Regions from separate parts of the Sus scrofa genome. Here regions 1 and 3 are each linked to region 2. A link is a contact called in public promoter capture Hi-C data. All regions are on one chromosome and are shown on one strand. Each heading gives the region's core, a stretch centred on a gene start, on an enhancer-like site or on the middle of the called end of the contact. The rest is flanking DNA. Distances are from core to core; before and after follow the strand shown. Region 1 holds the start of PSME4 (proteasome activator complex subunit 4). Region 2 overlaps ACYP2 (acylphosphatase-2). Region 3 overlaps ACYP2 (acylphosphatase-2).

The links. Promoter capture Hi-C pulls out the DNA fragments that hold promoters and counts their contacts.
Region 1: a promoter capture Hi-C map of liver shows a contact between it and region 2, with 2.6 times the contacts expected there. The contact joins the promoter of PSME4 here to the enhancer-like site in region 2. A contact is called at or near these places in 1 of 5 promoter capture datasets (liver), 7 of 47 Hi-C or Micro-C datasets (embryonic fibroblasts, heart right ventricle, liver and 3 more) and 1 of 2 datasets of contacts at active chromatin or transcription factors (skeletal muscle).
Region 3: a contact with region 2 is called in a promoter capture Hi-C map of liver, with 2.8 times the contacts expected there. The contact joins two enhancer-like sites. A contact is called at or near these places in 1 of 5 promoter capture datasets (liver) and 1 of 47 Hi-C or Micro-C datasets (embryonic fibroblasts).

What each region holds. Positions count from the first base shown.
Region 1 is chr3:87,230,227-87,234,749 of Sscrofa11.1, forward strand. It overlaps PSME4 (proteasome activator complex subunit 4), which reads left to right and starts at 1,284. Exons shown (of 47, transcript XM_003125150.6): 1 at 1,284-1,781. The coding sequence starts at 1,540. ACYP2 (acylphosphatase-2) reads right to left here and starts at 1,150. Exons shown (of 5, transcript XM_021088229.1): 1 at 959-1,150.
Region 2 is chr3:87,133,305-87,137,844 of Sscrofa11.1, forward strand. The region is part of intron 2 of ACYP2 (acylphosphatase-2); the gene reads right to left. Among named protein-coding and RNA genes, the nearest start is that of ACYP2, 96 kb to the right of the region's middle. Within about 2 kb of position 1,642, at least 14 of the 83 cell types and tissues checked have an H3K27ac peak or open chromatin away from gene starts, as enhancers often do. A contact at or near this core is called in liver and omental adipose tissue, where this site is marked.
Region 3 is chr3:87,203,583-87,207,946 of Sscrofa11.1, forward strand. The region is part of intron 1 of ACYP2 (acylphosphatase-2); the gene reads right to left. Among named protein-coding and RNA genes, the nearest start is that of ACYP2, 26 kb to the right of the region's middle. Within about 2 kb of position 2,904, at least 1 of the 83 cell types and tissues checked has an H3K27ac peak or open chromatin away from gene starts, as enhancers often do. A contact at or near this core is called in liver, where this site is marked.

The DNA.
Region 1 (4,523 bases), core at 34-2,533, 97 kb after region 2:
CAATTTTATCTGTTCTAATCCATTCTCCACACAAACCCAGAGTGATTCTTCAAAAACATAAATTATATAATGCCTCTTCTATGCTTATCAATTTTCAGCTTCTTGTTGCCTTTAAGATAAAGCTCTAGGAGTTCCTGTCATGGCCTAGCAGAAACAAATCTGACTAGTACCCATGAGGACGCAGGTTCTATCCCTGGTTGGGGTCGGGGATCTGGCATTGCCGTGAGCTGTGGTGTAGGTTGCAGACTTGGCTCAGATCCTGCATTGCTGTGGCTGTAGCATAGGCTGGCAGCTGCAGCTTAGATTCCACCCCTAGCCTGGGAACTTCCATATGGCACCGCAGCTGCTCTAAATAAGACCAAAAAAATAAATAAATAAATAAAAATTTTTAAAAAAGGATAAAGCTCTAAAAACTCCCTAGCATGTCCTTCTCAGTCTCAGTAATTTACTCCCCTCTCTACTAACCGCCTGCAGTCATTCTGAACTTTGAATTCCTGGAATGCAGGCTTGCAGCCTATGCTGCTCCCTCAGCTGAAATATATGTATGTTCCTCTCTCTTCTTTTTCTAATCGGTTCGGCACTTAACCCTTAAGCTCAACGCTACATGTAATTTCTAGGAAACCATCTTAAGTTTCCCAGAAATACAGTGTGAAGTCATCTTTAGGTGTTCCCAAGACATTCTGTACTTATCTAGCAGTATTGTCTTGTAATTGCATATTCTCTAATCAAGAGATCCACGCGATGTAAAGCCCCTGGAGCGCAGAAACCAGGTGCTCTAAAACTTTCCAACTCTAGGGCCTAAAATAAGTGTCTGACACACAGTAGTAGTTCAATTAATATTTGCTGAATGTTGAACTCTTTTCTTTGGAATGAGGGCGGCCAAAAGAATGCCAGAAAGACAAGGGCTTAAAGGGGTCACTAAAAAATCGATAAGCAGCAAGTGGGACGGATAGAGTACCTAGGTTTTTCCATAAACTCGGCATGGGGCACTACGTCGACTGTCTCATCGGAGGCCACGGCGACTAGCGGTTCCTGAGGGCAGCCGCAAGCAGTGCGAGACCCTAGGCGAGGAAGGACAATAACTTGGAATTCGGACTCGATTTCCGGCGGGACAGCCTCGCGCTGGGCCGCTGAGGCCCAGGGGTGGGGGCTCGGAGCCCGGCCCACAGGGAGGAAGGCGCTGCCCGCTGGGCTGCCTCTGCGGCCGCCTCCTCCTCCGACGCCGTCGCCCCTCCCCACCCCGCCCCGCCCCGGAAGTGACTTGAGGCCGGTCCGGAACCTCCGGGCCCGGCGGCTGCAGCGTCACCAGCCGAGCCGGTGCGGAGCGGGCTGAGCGGCCGCTGCCGCCGCCAACGAACCGGGCACCGCGCGGGGGTCAGCAGCGCGCCGGCCAGGGGAGGGGGCCCAGCAATAGGGCAGAGGGTTACGGGCCGCCGGCGGCCGCAGGGCGACGACGACGCGGAGGAGGCGGAGCCCGGAGAGGGGTGGGGGCCGGGGAGGGTTAGGGTGGGAGGGGGTTGGGGGGTTGTCCCTGGGCTCATGGAGCCGGCCGAACGGGCAGGCGGCGGGGATCCCTCGGAACCGGGCGGGCGTCCAAGTCCGAACCCGCGGGGCTTCGTCCCGCAAAAGGAGATCGTCTACAACAAGCTGCTGCCCTACGCCGAGCAGCTGGACGCCGAATCCGACTTGCAGCTGGCCCAGATCAAAAGCAACCTGGGCCGGGCGGTGCAGCTCCAAGAGCTGTGGCCCGGGGGCCTCTTCTGGACTAGGAAACTCTCCACGTAAGTGTTCCAGGGCCTGCGGAACGGACTAGAGGCGAAGGCTTGGTTTGAGGGCGTCCGCGGGAGGCGGGGGGACGGCTCTTTGTGGGCACCGGACCCCTGCACTCTCATCTCTGTCCGGTTAGGGCGGATCGTCTCTGTGCTGTAGTCCCAGGGCCGCGACCGAAGCCTGGGTAGCACTCAAGGTTCCCTAACACTTTCCTGTGGGATCTCCCTGGTCCTCACCAGCCCATTACGTCCTCCGCAGCTGCTTTTCCCCAAGATTTCGTGTTGTTGTCTTCCAACATTCGGGGCCTCAGGGAGCGAGAGGGCTTTGGGCTCCCAGGGGAAAGAGGTGAGCGGTCCCCCAAGGGTCCTTCTTGGACCTTTGCCCACTTCGGGGCGAGTGGAGAAGATTGGTCTTTGGGTGAGCAATTCGACTTTTTCTGGTGTTGCCTTCGATTCTTTCTTCCCCCATGGTCCCTGCCTCTTCCTGTCCTTTATTTCGTGTCTACTAACTTTCTGAATGAGAAAAAGGCCGTAGGGAACTTACGGTTCTGCTTTATTGGGCCTTCTCAGCCTTCGTGGATTTCATTGAAAGGATTGGTTTAAATCAGCCGTCAGCGCATTCTTGAGCTGTGTACTATACGTTAATGTTGAGAATGTTGAGTCTTAGAACCTCGGGAAAGAGTATGTTGCTCCTGTTGTGACATTTCCTTTGGAAATGAGCGGTACTAAGGAAAATAGAGAAGAGAGCTGTCAGGCTGTCCCGGGCGTTATTGGTATCGGGCTTATGTTAATTTTTGAGTTGCTTATAGATTACCTAAATCCGTTTCAGTTCTGTTCTTCTTTTGATACTTTTTGTTGTTGCATAAACTGGCTGCAAACTATATTGCCACTGAAATTTAGAGGAAACCGAGTAAAATACAGTTGGAGGAAGGTTAGAGGCTTAATTTGCTAGATGTGTCTTCACTGTGTCAGAAGAACTTTTTTTTTTTCCAGAAGAACTTTTTTTAAAAAAAATTGTTGCTATATCTTGTTTCATTAACTATACATAAAGTCTGTAGCATTGTATGTTCGTGCTTATGGCTGAGTGGGTGAACACACAAGGCATAAGTCACTTAACCAGTGTTTACCCAAATCTGCTGAGTGAACTGATGATGACTCAGGGTTTTGTAATACAAGTCTTCTCTACAGACTTGTAGAGAAGGATGATTCTTATCTGCCAGTTATTAGGAAGCCTCTGACAAATTTCTCCTCTTCACCTGGCAGTGATATTGGGAATAATTACCCTTTTAATTATAAAACAAAACTGAAACACTTACTTTGCCCTTTTCCGAGAGTAGCCATGAAGTGTCAGGGTTAGCAGTTTTCTTGTTTAGAGTGTAAAGTTTGTGGTGTTAGGATCCATAGGAGACTTGGGGAAAAATAAATGCAACAGGGAGAGGAACCACTTTTGTCAGAACAGAAGACTATTTTATAAATGATTAAAATTCACATGATTTTTCAAGTGAGCCTCCTAGGTTTGTGTTACTTGGACACAATAAAAATATAGTTACTTTATCAGTTCCAGTAATTCCTCATTTTAATCATTTGGATTAGATTTTCCAGAGAATAACTATTTGGGAGGACCCAAACAACTCCTTTGAGATGCACAGTATATAAACATACCAGTGTGTGAACAGGAATCTGATTTAGATTTATTAATTGAGAATCTACTCAGGCATAGCTGAATGCTGTTTTCTGGCATTTTTATTGTTACTAAGCTTGCTTGGCAAATTTGCACCTGAAATTTATTATTTTTGGTTTATTAGGTATGTTTCTTTACCTAGAAAGGGCTAAAATTACAGTGGAGACAGTCCTTGGTGTTTAGGACAAGATTGCAGTTACATCGCTTAATAACCTATGGACTCCAAACCGTTTATATCTAAGTAACAAAGAAGAAATCGTCAGATAGAATTTTATTTTGGAACAGTTGTTAATGATGCAAACTGATTCTTGGGATTGCACCATGAGACATTTTGAACTTGGTGGGACATGTTGTGATCTTGGATGTGTTTTTTTTCTCCTAAGTCACGTTAAGGTGACCTGTTTATAGTTGTGCTTGTTGTTTTTTAAACCTTGTGTGTGTTGCACAAGTTTACATCTAAATGATGCCAAAACATGTGATGATAGCTGTTACCTCAGTAGTGATCATATTATAAGAATGGAAAGTAGTAATGAAAATAAAATTTTAATTTCTCCCAGTAGCTCTGTGCTTGTGGGCAAGCTACCTTAATCATGTGTTTCAGTATGTTCAGAAAGAAAAAGGAAGTTGGACTAAATAATTCCTGAGAAACATTCCTGCTCTGGTATTTTATGATTTTATTTTTTATCCTATAGAGCTTCACATAAGCCACTATGTATCAAGGAGTGTTTGAGCAGTTTGTGAAGCATTGGAAATAGTTCTGGAGTTGAGGTGCATTCCTAAAGAAGACCAGAGTGTAAATGCTGTTCAGAGGCACTGGGACTGGATGTACCAGAGTGTACATCCCTAATCTGGGTGTCACATGGCAGAGTAGGGTTCTGGTCTAGGAGATACTCAGGCACACCCTTTTTAACTTTTTATCTCATTTTGATGGTTATAATTATCTTTCAATCCTTCTCAAGACTTGCAGGTCTCTTTAGCAGACCTCTGTGAAGAAAGGTTATTTCTGTGTATTTTAAAAATTGGCCCTGTGATAAAATACAATCTTTTCTACAGTTTAAAGTATTAGTACTGCT
Region 2 (4,540 bases), core at 392-2,891:
GGAACTTCTATATGCCACAGGTGTGGCCCTAAAAACAAAAAATAAAATAAAAATTTTAAAAACAACATTCAAAATTATCTGACTAGTGAAAAAAAATTCTCCCCCAAACAACTAGATATATGCCAAGAACTCTGTGGTTTTGGGAGGGATTACTTGAATTATTCACCACGCCTCAGTTTGGCATGTGCCATTGTGTATGAAAATATTCTCTAAGACTTGACTTTAAAACCTCACATTTTATGCAATGTTCTGTCAGCTCTTTTAATCTAGCTGCACATTATAATCACTTAGGGTACCTTTTTTTTTTAACCACCTCTGGAGATTTTAATTTAATTAACATGGGCCAGATCAGCATTTTCTTTAAAACCTCACAGATAATTCTAGAGTTTAACCAGAGTTGAGAACCCTGAATCTAAGGGATTATGATAAATGACAATTTATCCTTTTCAAAGTGATTTTCATCAAGTGCAGCATACCCAAACTAAAATAAGCCCCAAACAGTAATTTTCATGGAAAACTGAACATTTTATCTGGCTTGCCAGTCAGGCCCCATAAACCAGTTACTGCATAAATCTCTATATGACAATACGTGGAAAAGTTGCACATAAAAATGACAAAAAGGCTTATCGACCATGATTAAGCACACCTTTTTTGGTATCTATATTTTACTACACATTAATTTAAAAATAAATGTGAGAGGAGTTCCTGTCATGGCTCAGTAGAAACAAATCTCACTAGGAACCATGAGGTTGCGGGTTTGATCCCTGGCCTCACTCAGTGGATTAAGGACCTGGCCTTGAGGTGAGCTGTGGTGTGGGTCACAGGCTCAGCTTAGATTTGGCGTTGCTATGGCTGTGGCATAGGCCTGCAGCTGTGGCTCTGATTCGATCCCTAGCCTGGGAATCTCCATATGCCGCAGGTGCTGCCCTAAAAAGCATATATATTTAGTATAGAAATAAAATTTCTTTAAAAAAAGTAAATGTGATAAACTATCAAAGGTACATAGTAGAGGAATCTGATAACAGTTTCCAGTCCTTCAAAAAGGAATTTATGAAAACTCTTGGTTGTTGTTATCAGAGGAGTAGTTTCTTTCTCATCCAATCCTGATTCTCCAAGACTCTATTGATCTTCATCCAAGCATTAAGCTACTCTTGTCCCACAGTAGACCGCATGAGGACACAGCTTGTACCAGAACCCTAATTCTACTTACAGAGAGTTCTTAATTTGTGTGTTTGGAACTCCTCAAAGGTTTGTGGGGTTTTTTGCGGGTTTTTTTTTTTCCAGCGATACCCACGGCCTATGGAAATTCCTGGGGCAGGGGTTGAATCCAAGCCTCACTTGCCACTCACACCATAGCTGTGGCAATGCCAGATCCTTAACTCACTGTGCTGGCTGGGGATTGAACCCATGCCACTGCAGAGGCAATGCTGGATCCTTAACCTGTTTTGCCACAGCAGGAACTCCTCAAAGTTCATTTTAAGTGCCAAGGCATTACCACAAATGGAGGGTGTCCCTATAGTTACAATCAGGAAAGGTCTGGCTGCCTGCTTTCTTGTTCAACCTGGGGCAGGCTTTGGTCTGTTCAGTTTAGCTCTGTAGGCCTGTAGCTCTCTTTCTCTTTAACCTGCAGGCTCTGGCATTTGTGTTCTCTGTAGCCGAAAGCATTTCCTCCACCCACTGCATGCCTTGGCCAGCTAGATAAAGGGGAGAGAGTTCATTCTGCTCTATTTGGCAAGAGAAGTAACTTCAAGCTATAAATGGATCACTTGTGGTACTTCCAACGGGATGACATTAAATATCCTCTGGCAGCACTGACTCAGAGTATTGTTCTCTAATATTTCGTACTCACTACCTTGAGGTCTATACTTTGAAAGAAATTAATGCTATTTTATCGTTATATAATAAGTACAGGAAGAAAAGTTATTGCTCACTTTACAGATGAGGAAACTAAATCAGAGTAAGTCATTGAACATTTTAGTGCTATATTTAGGATGAATAAAATTATAATAACCATTGCATGGATCCACATAAATTTTAAACTGTTTTCTTATATAAAATTCTGATACATATATCAGAATTAAGAAATAAATGACAAACTGGTGAAAATATTCACAGCATGAATAACTGAAAAGGCTAAATGTCAATATGTTAGGAAATCCTGCAAATCAACAGAAGTGCTGCCTTCACAACAAAACATACGGGAAACTTATAAAAGCACAAATACAGGAGTTCCCATCATGGTGCAGCAGAAAAGAATCTGACTAGGAACCATGAGGTTGTGGGTTTGATCCCTGGACTTGCTCAGTGGGTTAAAGATCCAGCGTTGCCGTGAGCTGTGGTGTAGGTCACAAATGCGGCTCAGATCTGACATTGCTGTGGCTGTGATGTAGACTAGTGGCTATAGCTCTGATTGGACCCCTAGCCTGGTAACTTCCATATGCCACAGGTGCGGCCCTAAAAAGACAAAAAGACACACACACACACACACACAAAGAACAAATACAAATGGCCAAAAAATACATGAAGCAACATCTAGAAAACAATGACTTGGTGGATATTTGTCCTTTTTATCAATCATTATTCCCTCTCCTCCTCTTTTGATATGAAACATCCTTCTCCCAAATCCCAACTCTGGTTCTCAGAGGGCTGATGACATTGTAACTGATGTCTGTTCTTTCTGTTGGCGAAGAATCCACCCTCTCTTTTTTCTCTTTTACAAACTTTTCACCTCCCTTGTGAGTCCTTGTGGTTTTGTTAGAGCTTCCTCTATTCTTGTGCCTTGGTGGCACGTGACCCAATCCTAAATGATCAGATTATCTCATTCTCCCATGCCACCATGATCGGCTAAAAGATAAACAAAATATCAAGCCAGGCCCAAGTCTTCCTTAGAATCTTCGTTGCAAACATCAAAAATGAGGTACAGCTGGCCCTCAGTCACTGGGTTCCACACCGGGGAATTCAACCAACCATGAATCAAAGATATTGAGAGGAAAAAATTCCAGAATGTTCCAAAAGTCAAAACTTGAATTTCTTACCTACAGGCAACTATTTACAAAGCATACACTGTGGTAGGTATTGTAAGTAATCTAGAGATGATTTAAAGTGTACTGGAGGGAGTTCCTGCTGTGGCTCAGTGGTTATGAATCTGACTAGGATCCATGAGGATGCAGTTTCAATTCCTGGCTTGGCTAAGTTGGTTAAGGATCCAGCATTGCTGTGAGCTGTGGTGTGGTTCACAGACACAGCTCAGACCTGGAGATGCTGTGGCTGTGGCATATGCCAGCAGCTGCAGCTCCGATTTACACCCTAGCCTGAGAACTTCCATATGCCACAGGTGCACACCTAAAAAAAATAAAAATAAAGTGTACAGGACCATGTTTGTGAGTTATATGCTGATATTACATCATTTTAATATAAGGGACTTGAGCATCCTCAATTTTGCTATCTGCAGGGGGTCCTGGAACTAATTCTTCTTGCATACCAAGGGACAACTGTACTCTTTTTGAGACTCATGAGACTTCTGAGACATTTAATCCTGGAGCTGCCATGAATCATTTTGACAAGAGGCAGAGAAATTTTGCTGAGAACGAAGCCAACAAAAAAGAGTGGGACGAAAGATAAATAGCAAGCCCTAATGGTATTTTCTGAGCCCCTGGATCTAGTTGTTCCTGAGGCAGCACTCTTTCTCAGGCTTTTCAGTTACATGAGCCAACATGTTCACATATTTTATTTAATCAACTTAAACTGGGTTTCTATCAAGGAGATCAAATAAGCCCTGATTACTACAGAACTAAATCAAAGAGAACAAAGAGTTCTCTTTCCTCTAGACGTCCTAGGCTAAAATGATATAAGCATAGAGCTGTCTGCAACTATAATCCCATCCTTAGAAAAAGCCTGTATGCAGTGTAAAAGCAAGGAGGACGGCACATTCTCTGACATCAATTGAGTTTCCAAAGGAAGTTAACCCTGAGGCCAACACCCAGATGAATGAGGCAATACATCTCATATTTTGCTTAAGCCAGCTTGTATTAAGTCTCTGTCATTGCAACCAAGAGTCCTAATATAATATCTATTTGTTTTTGTCTTACAATGAGATTTAAGAAAATATTTTAAAAAGAATGTATATACATATATATATATATATATATATATATATATATATATAATGGAATCATTTTACTGTACAGCAGAAATTAAAACATTGTAAATCAACTAACTTCAATACATTTTTTAAAAAAGAAATAGTATATTAATTTAAAAAGAAAGAAAGAAGGAAGAAAGAAAGAAAGAAAATACACACACTTTACCCAGCCGTTCTGCAATTATAAATTTCTCCCAAGGGAAAAAAATAGGCAAGGATGCAAAGAATATTAATAAAACAATTGTCATGGCAAAGTTTTTTGTTATAGTACAAAACTGGAACTGGAATTTACTCAAATATCCATCAGTTTTTTAAAAAAAAAATAAAGTTAAACAGATGAGTTTTAGAGGATGGTGATGTTGATCAGGGCTTCTTATCTAGGATCCAGGGATGAGCTTC
Region 3 (4,364 bases), core at 1,654-4,153, 72 kb after region 2:
AGCCTGGGAATCTCCACATGCTGCAGGTGCGGCCCTAAAAAGACAAAAAAAAAAAAAAAAAAAAAAAAAAATCAATCCTGAATAAAAAGATCTATATGATTCCAAAACAACTGGACAAATAAGTTGAGCATTATCTAGAGTCATGGAGTACAAAAGAAGTTGTTTGACAGAACTTTTTATCTTACAACTGGGTTGTACTGGTGTTAAACATGTAATCCTAAATTTAGTTGAAACATCTGAGCAACTTTAAATAAATAGTTCACAGTTTAATAAACAGTTCACAGTTTACAGACTGTTCTGTGAAGACAGTCACATTTTAAGTGCTCATGCTATATAAATACTTTAGCTAGCCTTTGGCCAGTGAGCAAAGTAAAACATTAAAACTTAACCCCCAGAGAATTTCCTATCATCTTGCCAGTGCTATTACTGAGCTTGCTTTTCCCCACAACTTTCTATTCTGAAAAATTTCAAACCCACAGAAAAGTCGCAAGAATAACAAGACTCATGTACTCTCTCTTTTTTTTTTGAAACAGCCACACTTGTGGCATATGGAAATTTCCCAGGCTAGAGGTCGAATCAGAGCTGCAGCTGCCAGCCCATGCCACAGCCACATCAATGCCAGACCCAAGCGGCGTCTGCAACCTACACCACAGGTCACGGCAATGCCAGATCTTCCACCCACTGAGCAGGGCCAGGGATTGAACCCATATCCTCATTGATACTAGTTGGGTTCTTAACCTGCTGAGTCACAATGGGAACTCTGGCACTTGTTACTTTTAAGCTACAAGCCAAGTTGTGGATGCCCTTCAAAGAGTAAAACAAGTTCTAACTTTCTCAGTTGTTAGTGGTATTCAAGGGAATGGACAAAATTAAAGGGACTAAACTTTATGAACCTGGTTTGTCCTCAGACTCAGGAGAACAAAATACTATAAGAAGTGTTGGCAACTTGGTGGTTATATATGGGCACACAGGAACTTCTGTGCCCTGTGGGAACATACCCGAGAAATTTATGAAATTCAAAACAGAGGAAACATAGTGCCTCACAGAGCATCTGGCAACAGTATTAATGCTCACTAGAGTCTAGAGTCCTCAGAGTACAGGCTTTAGAAACAAAAGCAGCAGTTTTGGAATTTGCTGTTGCTGATTATTCAGCTGAAACAAATGCAAAAAGTTAAAAACCTATGCTACTCTCAGCACACTAGGAATAGAGATGAACTTCTCAACTTGATAAAGAACATCTAGAAAAAACCTGCAGATAACATCATACCGAAAAGTAAGAAACTAGAATCTTTCTCACTAAGATCAGAAGCAAGTCAAGAATGTGCCTAGCTTACTACTCCTTTTCAACATTATACTAGAAGCCCCAGTTAATGCAGTAAGACAATAAAAGGAAATCAAAGGTATTGAGATTGAGAAGGAAGAAATAAAACTGTCTTTGTTCACAGATGACATGAGTGTCTATGTAGATTCCAAAAGAATCAACAAAATAAGTCATGGAACTAAAAAGCAATTATAGCAAGGTTGTAAGATATAAGGTCAATATACAAAGGCAATGTTTTCCTATTTCCCAGCAAAGAAAAAAGGAAATTTGAAATTAAATACATAATATTACTTACTAATAGCATTCAAAGAATTGAAATACTTATATGTAACAAAATATGTAAAAGAGCTGTGTAAGTAAAACTATAGAATTCTGATGAAATAAAGCAAAGAAATAAATGAGAGATATACCATGTTCATAAGTAGGCAGACTCAATATTGTCAAGACGTTAGTTCTTCCCAAATCGATTTATATGTTCAACACAATCCCAATCAAAATCCAAGCATGTTATTTTGTGGATATTGACAAAATGTTTCTGAAGTTTATAAAGAGGCAAAGCTGCAGAATAGTCAATTCAATATTGAAGGAGAAGAACAAAGTCAGAGAACTGACACTACCTGAGTTCAAGACTTACCATAAAGCTAGAATAATCAAGACAGTGTAGTTATATGTCAACTATATCTCAATAGAACCAGAAGGAAAAAAGAAGATAGTGTGGTATTGGCAAAAGAATTTAAAAAATAGATCAGTGGAACAGAATAGAAAAACCAGAAACAGATCCACATAAATACAGTCAACTGATCTTTGACAAAGAGAAAAAGATAATACAATAGTCTTTCCAACAAATTGAGCTGGAACAACTTAATCCATATCCAAAAAAGTGAATCTAGACACATATTTACATATTTTACAAAAAATAAAATGGATTATAAACCTAAATACAAAATGCAAAATTATAAAACTCCTAGAAGATAACCTAAAGGAAAGCCAATATGACCTTGGGAAAGCCAATATGACTTTTTATACTTAACATTAAAGACATGATCTATGAAAGAAATAATTGATAAACTATATTTAATTAAAATTAAAATTTTATGCTCTATGAAAGATACTGTCAAGAGAATGAGAATACAGGCCACTGGGAGAAAATACTTGCAAAAGACACACAAAAAAATGACTATTATCCAAAATATACAAAGAACTCAAAATTACAAACTGATTGAAAATTGATAAAAGACCTCATTAAAGAAAACATGCAGATAGCAATAAAGCTTATGAAAAGCTGCTCAACAAAATATATCACTAGGGAACTGTAAGTTAAAACAATGATATGCCACTATACACCTATTAGAGTGGCCAAAATCCAGATCAATGACAACACAAGGATGTGGAGCAATAGAAAATCTCATTCATTGCTTCTGGAAATGTAAAATGATTTGGAAGACAATTTGGTAGTTTCTTACAAAACTAACCATACTCTTACCATACCATCCATCAGTCACATTAGGTATTGGTATTTACCCAAAGGAGTTGAAAACTTCATGTTCACACAAAAACCTGCACACAGATGCTTAGAGCAGCTTCATTAATAATTATCAAAACTTGGAAGCCAGCAAGATATTCTTCAGTAGGTGAATGGGTAAACAAACTGTAGTATAACCAGTCAATGGAATATTACTCACTTCAAAGAAGAAATGAGTTATCAAGCTATGAAAAGACATAGACATATCTTAAATGCGTTAACACTAAGTAAAAGAAACTCATATCGTATGACTCCAACTATGACATTGTAGACGAGGCAAAACTATGAGACAGTAAAAAGAGCAATGCTTGCTGGGAATTAAGGGAAGAGAGGAATAAACCGGTAGAGTACAGAGGATTTTTAGAGCAATGAAAAATTGCTGTACAATACTACAATGGTTCTTACATATGATTATACATTTGTCCAAACCTGTAGAATGTACAACATGAAAAGTGAACCCTAAGGTAAACTATGGACTTGGGTGATAATGATGTGTGAATGTAGGTTCATCCATTGTAACAAATGCACTCTTTTGATGCAGAATGTTGACAGTAGGGTAGGTTGTGCAATGTGTGGGGCTAGGCGGTGTATGGGGACACTCTGGACTTTCCACTCAGTTTTTCTGTGAACTAAAATTACTCCAAAAATAAAGTCTATTAAAAACATCTGGAAGTAGCCCTGAGGGTTAAAGATCTGGTGTTGCCACAACTGTGGCACATGTTGCAACTGAGGTGTGGGTTCTATCCCCAGTCTAGGAAATTACACATGCCACAGGTGCTGCCAAAAAACAAAAACAGGAAGACAAAACATCTATGTTAGGAAGGAGGTTTCTTTGACTAACAGAGGGTATTTTTAAAAATTCTTAGGCCTCATCCCAAATCTACTGAATCATTTCTGCAGGAATAGGACATAGGAATCAGCCTTTTTAATACCTGCACCTAGTTTTTAAATAATTATAAGCACCCAGGTGATTATTCTGATCAAACAAATTTGGGAAACATTGGTTTAAGCTATTCTGTCACTAAAAGCAGTCACTGATGGCCAAAGACAACTTTTTGGCTCACAAAGTATTACATAAGCAGTATTAGCAGTAAACAGAGTTCGTTCTAAATGTACTGATGAAGGGGATAGAACTTGGAGTTCAAAGGCAAAATTATCCATCCATGTTCCCTTTGAAGTTAGAAGGCCACATAATATGCTTTGGCCAATGATATGTGAATGGAAAAGATGTGAATGAAAGAGATGCACACTACTTTTGGGCAGAAATTTTAAGAGCCAGGGAACAACTTGTCATATTCCCTTGTTCTTGCTGTGGTGATTACAGAAAAATCTGTGGAGATTGTGTCATCCAAGTTACTTAAGTGAATACAGTGTGAAAAGAACTCCCTGCCAATTCAACATGGATATGTTGTATGAGTGAAAAATAAACTGTTGTTTCAAGCCACTAAGATTTTGAGTTTCTCTGTCATTGCAGCATAACCCAGACTATCATGACTATAATCTACAAAACTCTAAAAATTT